Linked DNA regions of Gossypium hirsutum: region 2 is linked to region 1. A link is a contact called in public Hi-C data. All regions are on one chromosome and are shown on one strand. The core of a region is the stretch at or near the end of the contact, and the rest is flanking DNA. Distances in the headings are between cores, read along the strand shown.

Region 1 (4,799 bases), core at 1,340-3,839:
GACTCCCAAAAATAAACAACAGAGAAACTAAACTAAGGAATAATGAACATAAGAAAAGAGCTACAATAGTACAAATTGAGACAACATTTTGTAACCTCTCAACAGAGATCTTCCCAGTTTGCCTATCTTCCATAGGGATGGTATCGACCACTTCCCGCACCACTATACCCCCCTCGACTTCCATAGAAAGAACTCCCTCCTGCAGCACCACCACCGTAGCCGCCACCAAGGCCTGCATCGTAGCTACTACCATATCCACCAGCAGCAGCTCCAGCACCGTATCCCCCATAAAACTCACCTGGGCCTCCGTAGCCACTTCCCATGTCATACCCTCTGTTGAAATTTCCTCCATAGCGACCCGAGTATCCAAGAGACGGCTCTCCTCTGTATGGCCCCATACCACCACTGCCACCACCACCATAACCTCCATAACTGCCAAACTCACCACCCCCATATGCCCCATAACCACCAGCTCGACCCCCATAAGCACCACTTGATCTATTATAACCACCACCAAATCCACCACCTCCATATCTACCATAACCATCTCCGAATCCGCCACCATATGCAGTCCTAGAATCATTATATCGTTTGGATGGAGGTGGGGGAGGATTTGGTTTCTTCGGCTCTGCCCTTTTTATCTCCACCTACAAGTAAAGGGATACATCATGACACTCATTTTAGGGTTTACTCATAAAACTGCAAATATAAAAAGAATTATTGCTAATATAATGGAATCTTAAGAAGCATTTCTTTAGGGTCTAAAACTAGACATCAAAGCAAAACGGTACAAGCACAAGGAAATGCTATCACTTGGCAACAGCACAGAGGGGAAAAAAAAAACAATAGCCCACAAAAAACGGTTTGATCAATATTTCACAAAAAACACCTTCATGACAAGGACTTTGCATGTTAATAATTATCAACAAGTAGAGACTTATTTGATTGATGGTCAATAATTGTAAGAAGAAAATATACATAAATCTAATCAATTTAATGGGCAATGCACATACCTGTGCACCGGCAAACTCAATCTTGTTTCCCTTCTCCAAAAGATCATCAACTGCTTGCTCAGTTTCAAAAGTGATGAACCCAAAACCACGAGAACGATTGGTAGCATGATCCCGCATGATTTGGTGTTCGCGGACTACTCCATATTGTGTAAAGAAGTCCTTGAACTCATCTGTCAATTTGCACCAAATAGATTAACACTTGCAACAAAAATCAAAGATGAATCAAGACCACATCGGTTAGACGGCCTCGAGCTTCAATGTCATACACATTAAAGGCAGAAAAAGAATGGTATCACCTTCGGATACGGTTGAAGGAATTCCACCTACAAAAATCTTCCTAGTCTTGAAATCCTTACTTCCAGCAGCACCCTTTGGTATTGTTCTCTTAATCTCCACCTAATAGGCCAAAAATATCGAGACAAAGAACAGTACCTCAAGTCAAAAACAAAGCTGCATCCACCAGACTACAATAAGGAAACATAACAATCAAATTAACATTGAGACTAAAGCTAATTCTTACTTGTTTCCCATTAATAATATGAGTCTCCTCGATGACTTTATCAACTACAGAAGGCTCAGCATAAGTCACAAACCCAAACCCACGAGGCTGTCCCGTTTTCCGGTCCTTCATTATCACAGAATCCGTAATTTCACCATATTTACCGAAATGCTCAATAAATTGTGCTGCATAAAATATATAAAACAACCGAATCGGTACGGACGACGAGCGGCGCAATTTGTGCTATAATATTCAACAAGATTAAGAGAAAAAAATCTCTAACAAACAAGCTAAAGAACTAACCAGAACTTGTCTCTCTCGCTAAACCTCCTACAAAAATTTTGCTGCAAATTTCCAAATATTGAATATAAATCATAAATCACTTCCAAAGTATTCATACTAAAACCGACCTTTCAAAGAAACAAATACCTAAATACATCAAAATAATCCTATCAAAAAAGTAAGTCTAAAGCCAAAAAAAAAATTTAAAACCCTAATTCCTCTTATTCCATTATCGTTATTATTTTAAAATACAAAACCAGACTTTCCACGAAAAATTGGGGGAAAAAAGGAAATGGGTATTTCTATCCAACTTAATTTACATATTTTTTTTCAAGTCATTAACTAAAAGGTAAAGGAAAACGCTCAAGCTTTAGATTTACTTTTTTCTATCATTGTCTGAGGAAACATAGTAAATCTAAAGAATGCGTATATATAAAAATAAATAAAAAAAGGTCAATCTAGTTTTCAGTCAATCCACGTTCTTACATGTGAATAAGTGATGGGCAATAGAAATTTCAAGACTTTCCTTCGGTTTCTCAAGAAACAAATAAGAAAAGAAAGGAAAAGAGAAATACCCAGGACTAGCTCCATCCCCGGTGTGAGGGTGAGACTTGTCATCATCGGGATGGTCGGAGGATCTAAAATCGTTGGTTTCGCCGTCGGGGATGGCATCACCGCCTCGAGGGTCCATTTGGCGGAGTGGGGGAATATGTTAAAGGGAAAGAAAGGAAGAAAGAAAGCTTAACCCTAAAAATGTGATGTTATGTATTGTAGTTTCAAAGTTTTGAAACCTTTTTGAAGTTAAAATAAAAAACCCTGAAATAGAAACCACCGACAGTTATTATTTGGCTAAACAAAGCAAGGTTATTATGTTAAAGAAAGTTCTTTATTTGGTTTTGGGACAAATTTATGGTAATTTTCTTTTTACATAAAATACATTTATTAATTTAACTACATAATACAACTTTGATGGGTGGAGACCTAATGGTAAATTTGATGTATACGTCGGTTTTCAATAATATTTAGGATTTTAGGTCGATTTTTAAGAGAAACAAAAAATGTCTCCTGCAGAAAGTATTTTTTGTTGATTTGTTTGAATACGTATTTTACAAAACACATTTTTTTACTAACTTAACATATTAGCTTCTTTGGTCAGATGATTAAATGTTAGTAGTTTTGTTCTTAAATCTCAAGTTTAATTCTTCACCTACTCATATTTATATTTTTTATTTCACGTTGTTTTAAATTTTTCTTAAATTTTTTAATTAATAATTAATAAATATGTAATTATATAATAAAAGTATATATTATATATCATTATGTTAAAAATATTTTTAATTAATAACTTCTTTAATTAATAATTAAAAATATATTTCATAAATAATTCTCACAAATGCAGGATTTCGGGTACTGGGTGATATGAAGAACCATACAGTTTAACTAGTCATTCTTCCACACACCTAAATTTCTTGTCATACTCGATTCTCCTGAGGATCTGAATTTAAAGAAGAGTAGGGGAGATAACTATAAAGAAGCAAAATTCGACGGGTCTTATTGAGATATTTAGAAACTTAAGTGGCTGGTTGAGAATAATTGGATTTCAATTTTGGTTTAGGTAGCTTGGAATCGACTGGTTCCATAGTGGGAGACAAAATGATTAGTGGTGATTGGCTATAAAGGACTAAGGAGACCGTGCCAACTTTGGTTATATATATGTATATATAGGGGGTGTGTGTGTAGAAGACAAAATTATTTTCAATTCTGTTTACCTATTTTTCTTTTTGTAGCACAGTCTTTTTCGGTCGCTCCAAAAAAGAAGAAGATATAGTTGAAGGAAGCTTTACATGTTGTAGTCGCTGTATGAATTGAAGTTTGGAAGTAGAGAAATTGGGGAACTGGTAAGTTTCCTTACCTCTCTGTACTCGTGGATTAAAGGAAGAAGTAAAGTAAGAATTCTTGAAAAGTTTTTGTATAAGTATGGATTCTGGGTTTTTAATATTTGAATACCTTTGAGTTAACCAATGAATGGTTGTTATGCTTAGTTGTTAGGACAAATGAGGCTATGGCGTTTGGACAAGCTAAGCTGTCAAGGAAGCAATGTGAGTCTCTACACTTGACTTTTGGGTGATTATTGATGTTGTGTTGTTTGCTTAAACCATATTTATGGCTGTTTTGAGTTGTATTCTAAACTATGGCCAAGTATGAATATAGAAGTTAAGTAAGTTGTTCATGCATGGGTTTGCAAGTATATGGTTGAGTGTTATATGGTTGCAACTTAATAAATAGATACATGATGCAATGTATGTGATAGTCACTAGTCTGATGAATTGCATGTTTTTAACGGTGGAGTTTGGAGGGGAGATTGCTGACGAGTTAGACGAAGTTAGGTTTGGGGAAGGGAGTTTTTGTCAAATTTCGCAATTGATTATTGTTGGGTGCAAACCATGATGTGCAAAGCTCTAAGCCTTGGAAATGGGACACTACGATGCTCGAGCGTCAAGTGGCGAAATGGAGGAATGGGAAAATGGATAAGGGAATAAGATTCCACTAGACTTTGTAATCCAGTATTACTGGGTGCAATCCGTGATGTGCGAAGCTCCGAACCTTACGGAGGGGGCAATGTGATGTTCGAGAATCAAGGTTAAATATGAAACAAAATGGTATCGATTGGTTCACTAAAATGACACCATGACAATAATCATTAAGTTTCATAGAGCAACACCGTAATGAAGATCAACAGACTTTATGGGGTGACACTGTGATGGCGGTAAGGTCCTACGGGGTGACACCTCAAAAGATGTATAAGTTGTAAGACCATAGCTCGGCTATGGCGACCAATAGAGTTCGTCAGTATGTTAAACATGGGGTTATAGGTTTAAAACCATACTTAGTTGGCCAGGACAATAAATACGGGGTAGTCTACCAAGACATTAATCATGAGGAACAATGTGTAAGACCATAACTAGGCTATGGTAACATAGAGAGTCCACCCGTACGTTAAACAT
Region 2 (4,799 bases), core at 1,691-4,190, 220 kb before region 1:
AGAATTTTTCCCATTTTTTCCCTTATTGAACTCCCCTAAAAAAAATCATATATGACACCCTCAAAAAAACAGAATTTGACATTTTCGAGGGATCAACAACACCAGTTAAAGCAGAAGAAACCTCTTGCCCTGTTTTCTTCGGTGGCTTTCGGGGTTTCCCCTACACCATCTCTTGCACCCATCAATGAACTTGTACCAGGTGACTCCGGTGGCAATACAGCATTCTCGGATGTTGTTCTCTTAGGAGGCATAACTTGCTCCACTGGCGAGATGATCGAGAGATAGCGTAATAGCATCTGTATGATTTGGCAGAAATTCGGCCGAGCATTTGGATCTTCTTGCCAACATGAAGTCACGATCAATGCCAAATCTTCAGGAAGGTCATCAGCACTAGGCCTAACATTCTGAAAACAACAGATGAAGAAACACAATTATAAATGAGTTTATTCTCGGTGAGATAAATTTCGAGAAACGGCATTGTGATTGTAGGTGGGCATAAAAAGCCCCCATTTTGACACTTTTGAAAGTAAGAATTACTTGAGTTGGACTGATGGTATCGTTATTGGGAAGGCCAACGTATCAAAGATTCAAAAGTGGTCATATATCATTTATCATTCACAACATACTAGTCTTACAGTAAAACGACACAAGGGTGGTTTTGCAGATAGTTCTTTCAGCATCGACTGAGCTTTTCAAAGGCAGACAAACATACTCGAGAAATCATCCTTTTAAGTGTTACTCTAAAACAAGGCTCCAAATCAGTACCTTAAAAGCAGCTGCATATGCTGCTTGTAAATTTGACATGCCTTCGAATGGCAACTTGTTATGAATAAGTTCCCACAACACGATAGCAAAGCTGTAGGCATCCACCTTATGGTTGTAATGCTTTTTCTCTCCGTGCCTTAACGTAACTGTGCTATAAAGCTGTTAGAATATGTAAATGAGTCAGCATCTTAAAAAGTAAAAAGAAAACCGAAGATAATAGATAATTCAGCATATTACCTCAGGAGCCATCCATCGGTACGTCCCGGTTTCAGCAGTCATCATTTCTGTTAATGACTCTTCTCTGGCTAAACCGAAATCTGCTAGTTTAACCGTTTTATGGTCCTCGGTCAAGATCAAGTTCTCTGCAAAAGGAAACAATTTATAAGGATCCTGCAAATATTGCATAAAGTTCACTTAAAAACCATTATTGCTTTCAATTAATTCAAGTACTAAACTATGGATCCGGCAAGTAGAAGCATAAAATCCAAACAAAAGATAGGACCATATTTATGTCACTATCAGTTTAACTTAATTCAAGTCACTATGGCCTCCCACAACATATAATGTTTAGGAATCGCACCTTCACTAGCAGTTTAACAAATACGGAGCACAAACTCATCACTACCAAATCATTAACAAGCTTACCACCCTTTTCATATATAAAAATTGCCAAACTTTTCAAAGAACGCTACTTATATAAGCACACCAAGAAAGGTTATATAGACTTATAGTCATACCCGGTTTAAGGTCCCGATGAATGACCCCATGAGAGTGTAAGCATTCCATTGCACGAGCAATATCGAGTGCAAATCCAATCACAACACGCATGTCCAAACACTTTGGCCGCATATTTAGAAGGTATTTACGCAACGTACCACCTAGTAGAAGCTCGGTTACAATCACCATGATAGGTTCCTTGCAAGCTCCAATAAACTACACAAACATGATAAAACTTCATGATTTACAGGTATTCATATGAACAAATACAAGGAACATAACAAAACTAAGCAACAAGAATCAATGGTATCATATATATATAATTTATTCAAAGTAACCTTCACTAGATTTTTATGTTGAACTCTGGATAACATAGCAACTTCCCTAGCAAACCTTCCTTCTCTTCTTGCAATCTCTTCAGGGGTTTCGCCTCTTCTAACAACTTTAATGGCAACTGTCTGATTTTTATATCTAAATGCATCCAATGGATTAAAAAGTACACTTAGAAAAAGAGAGAGAGCTAAATTGAGGTCCAAAAGGAGTAGCTTGAATTGAATTCAATTAATTAGAATTTTTAGACTTACTTTCCTTCATAAACCTTAGCATGAGCACCTTCTCCAATCTTGGGACCAACAAAAAGCTGCCGAGGATCAATCAACCACTTAGCATCTATACTGAAATCTTGAGTTGAAAAAAACCCATTTTTAGATCCCATCTTTAGGAAACCACCTTTCTCAAAACATGAATTTAATCGAAAAATCCCACATTTGAAGTAAACAGAAAAAAAGGTTTTAAAAACCACAACTTTTCATAGGTGAAAAAAAAATGGAAGTCACCAAAGACATGCCTTTGCCTACATTAAAGTATATACAAAGTTCTGGACTGTTTTTCCCCCCAGTTTTAAAAACATAAACCCATACCCAAAAATCACGGATTACAGATCCAAAAAACCATCAAGAACTGCTCTTTAATGGGAAGCAAAGAATAAAGACCCACATGTTTTTCCACCAACAAAAACAAATTAATTAAAAGAAAAGAAAAAAAAAAGCACAAAGACCCTTCTGTAATGAAGCAACCAGCAAGCTCTGACACAAGAAAATTTTTTAAAAGAAAATAATGGGAAAGTGAGGTTAGTAAGCAATAGAAATATATAAAGGGAAAAAGGAAGAAGCATTTAATGGGGGAGGATTGATTGTGAAGGGAGTTTTGCTAATGAAATATGGTGGATGGGAAGTGGTTACTGGTTTTTGAGAAAGACAAAGATGGTTGTTCTCCACACGGTACATTGTAATGGATACTCTTTTTCTTCTTATATTCTTTATAAGAAAAAAGAAAATAAAAAAGTTGAAAAAGAATTTTTATTTTCTTTGGTTTCCTGTGTTTTTTCTTGGTGAATCTTTGTCAGAAACAACAGTGATTTTATTGTTTCTTTCTTCCTTTCTCATTGTCTTTTTCTTTCAATAATAATAATATCACAATTTTTTGTTTTATTTAATGACATGTTTCATGTTATTATTCACTTAAAAACGTCAATATAATAAATTAATTTATTATTTAATAATAATATTATTATTGTGTGTTTATTAATCATACTTTTAGTTGTATTCACATTATATTTTTTTTCTAAATTAATCAATTTATTATTTTATAATATTATTTATTTAATTAATTGATGCATTTCATGTGTTGGTAGAATATATATATTTTTAAATTTGATATTTTTTAAAAATTGTTGTAGGATAAGGTGGCAAAAAAATCCTAATAAGATTTAGCTAAATAAATTTTCATAATTCCTTAGAAAAAAAAATTGAAATGTAGCATAAAAAAATTCGCAATAAAGCCTACCTTATTAAATTTATATTTTATTACGTCCTTCGGTGATTAATTAACTTTAATTAATGATACATAAGACCGTTGACTTCCTTTATAATAATTCTCACCGACATATTGACCTTTGACTAAGTCATGCAATAATTAGCTGGCACGTCCTTATTTGATCGTACTGTTTCCCTTGACTTTCCTCATTTACCCTTACTGTGGTAACGTGTCAAATTCCAATTTGTTGAATGATTACCGGGTTCAGCTCCTCTATTTCTCTAATTTTTATAATGTTATCGCTTTCCCTAATTATTAAATATAAAAAAATTCAAATATATTCCAGGTTTTTATAATATAAAAATATTTAGAATTTAATCAAATTTTTTAAATTTAAAAATAGAAATTCAATTATTAAAATAATTACTTTTTTATTAACAATTAAATCTAAATTTTAAAATATGAAAAATAAAAATGTTAAATTTTACGAAGAATATAAGAATTTATAGTATATTTTAACTGAAATAAAAAAAATATTTAAACAAATCTACATGGAAAGTGCGTGATGAATAGTAAAAAAGGATGTTAAGTTAAGAAAGGTGAAAAGATTTATTTAGATTGTAAAGTGATATTTACTTTTTTGACTTCAATATTTCACCTAATCTTAGCTTAAATAAAAGAAAAGAGATTGGAGGACATGACTTTAATTGGAAGCTTGTATTATGATTGAAAAGAACAACTACCCCATCCAAATCCAATTAACTAAGATAAATTTTCAATAATATTATAAATCTTTTTCATTTGTTAGCATGTTTGATCAAAGTATATTTTTGAAGATTTTGTGCAATAGTATAGTTGGAGAAGGGGTTGGACAAAACAAGACTATGTTTCAAGTATTTTAATGTGATCTGATTACTTTATATATTGGGATATGTAATCCAATAATATATTAGTTAACTTTACGAAGATTTATCTCAATCTTTTTGTGTCATTGCATTAAGGATATTTGATTTGATAAGATTCGAGTAGATCAAGTTGAATTGAAAGTTACTTTATGAAGTTGTATTTTTGCTTTAAATAGGTGCTTCACGTATTATCACAAGTAGTGCCCATTACTCTTGACACTACGCAAGTCATATAATTTGCCTTATTTGAAGTTTGACAATTTTTTTAATAAAATTAGTTGAGCAATGACTTAAACTCTTACATATTAGAGGCTTGTGTAAGTTAGAACGGTGTAAAGCTAAGCATTTAATTTATTCATTAGGAATTCATTATTGTGAGTGTATTTTGTAAGTGAACAAATGAGTCACTTAATTTACACACTAAGTTTTCAAGGAAAAAATTGGATGAGAGTAATTAGATCTTAAGTGTAAAAGTGATATTACTATATCAATACGTAATAAGATTTAAATTACTTATGGACTATCTATATGGACTAGGCCTCACAAACATAGGGGAATTAAATTGTGTAAACATTTTTTTTTGATTCTTTTTTATTT

The links. A called contact is a pair of places that touch in the nucleus more often than the background predicts.
Region 2: a contact with region 1 is called in a Hi-C map of petal, with 2.8 times the contacts expected there. The contact joins the promoter of LOC107892131 here to the promoter of LOC107892127 in region 1. A contact is called at or near these places in 2 of 34 Hi-C or Micro-C datasets (leaf and petal).

What each region holds. Positions count from the first base shown.
Region 1 is chrA09:10,435,703-10,440,501 of Gossypium_hirsutum_v2.1, reverse strand. It overlaps LOC107892127 (heterogeneous nuclear ribonucleoprotein 1), which reads right to left and starts at 2,589. Exons shown (of 6, transcript XM_016817125.2): 1 at 2,370-2,589; 2 at 1,816-1,856; 3 at 1,534-1,697; 4 at 1,310-1,409; 5 at 1,014-1,183; 6 at 1-647. The coding sequence starts at 2,485. The coding sequence ends at 123.
Region 2 is chrA09:10,655,289-10,660,087 of Gossypium_hirsutum_v2.1, reverse strand. It overlaps LOC107892131 (serine/threonine-protein kinase STY13), which reads right to left and starts at 2,940. Exons shown (of 6, transcript XM_016817129.2): 1 at 2,067-2,940; 2 at 1,821-1,953; 3 at 1,503-1,698; 4 at 1,003-1,127; 5 at 766-924; 6 at 1-404. The coding sequence starts at 2,197. The coding sequence ends at 93.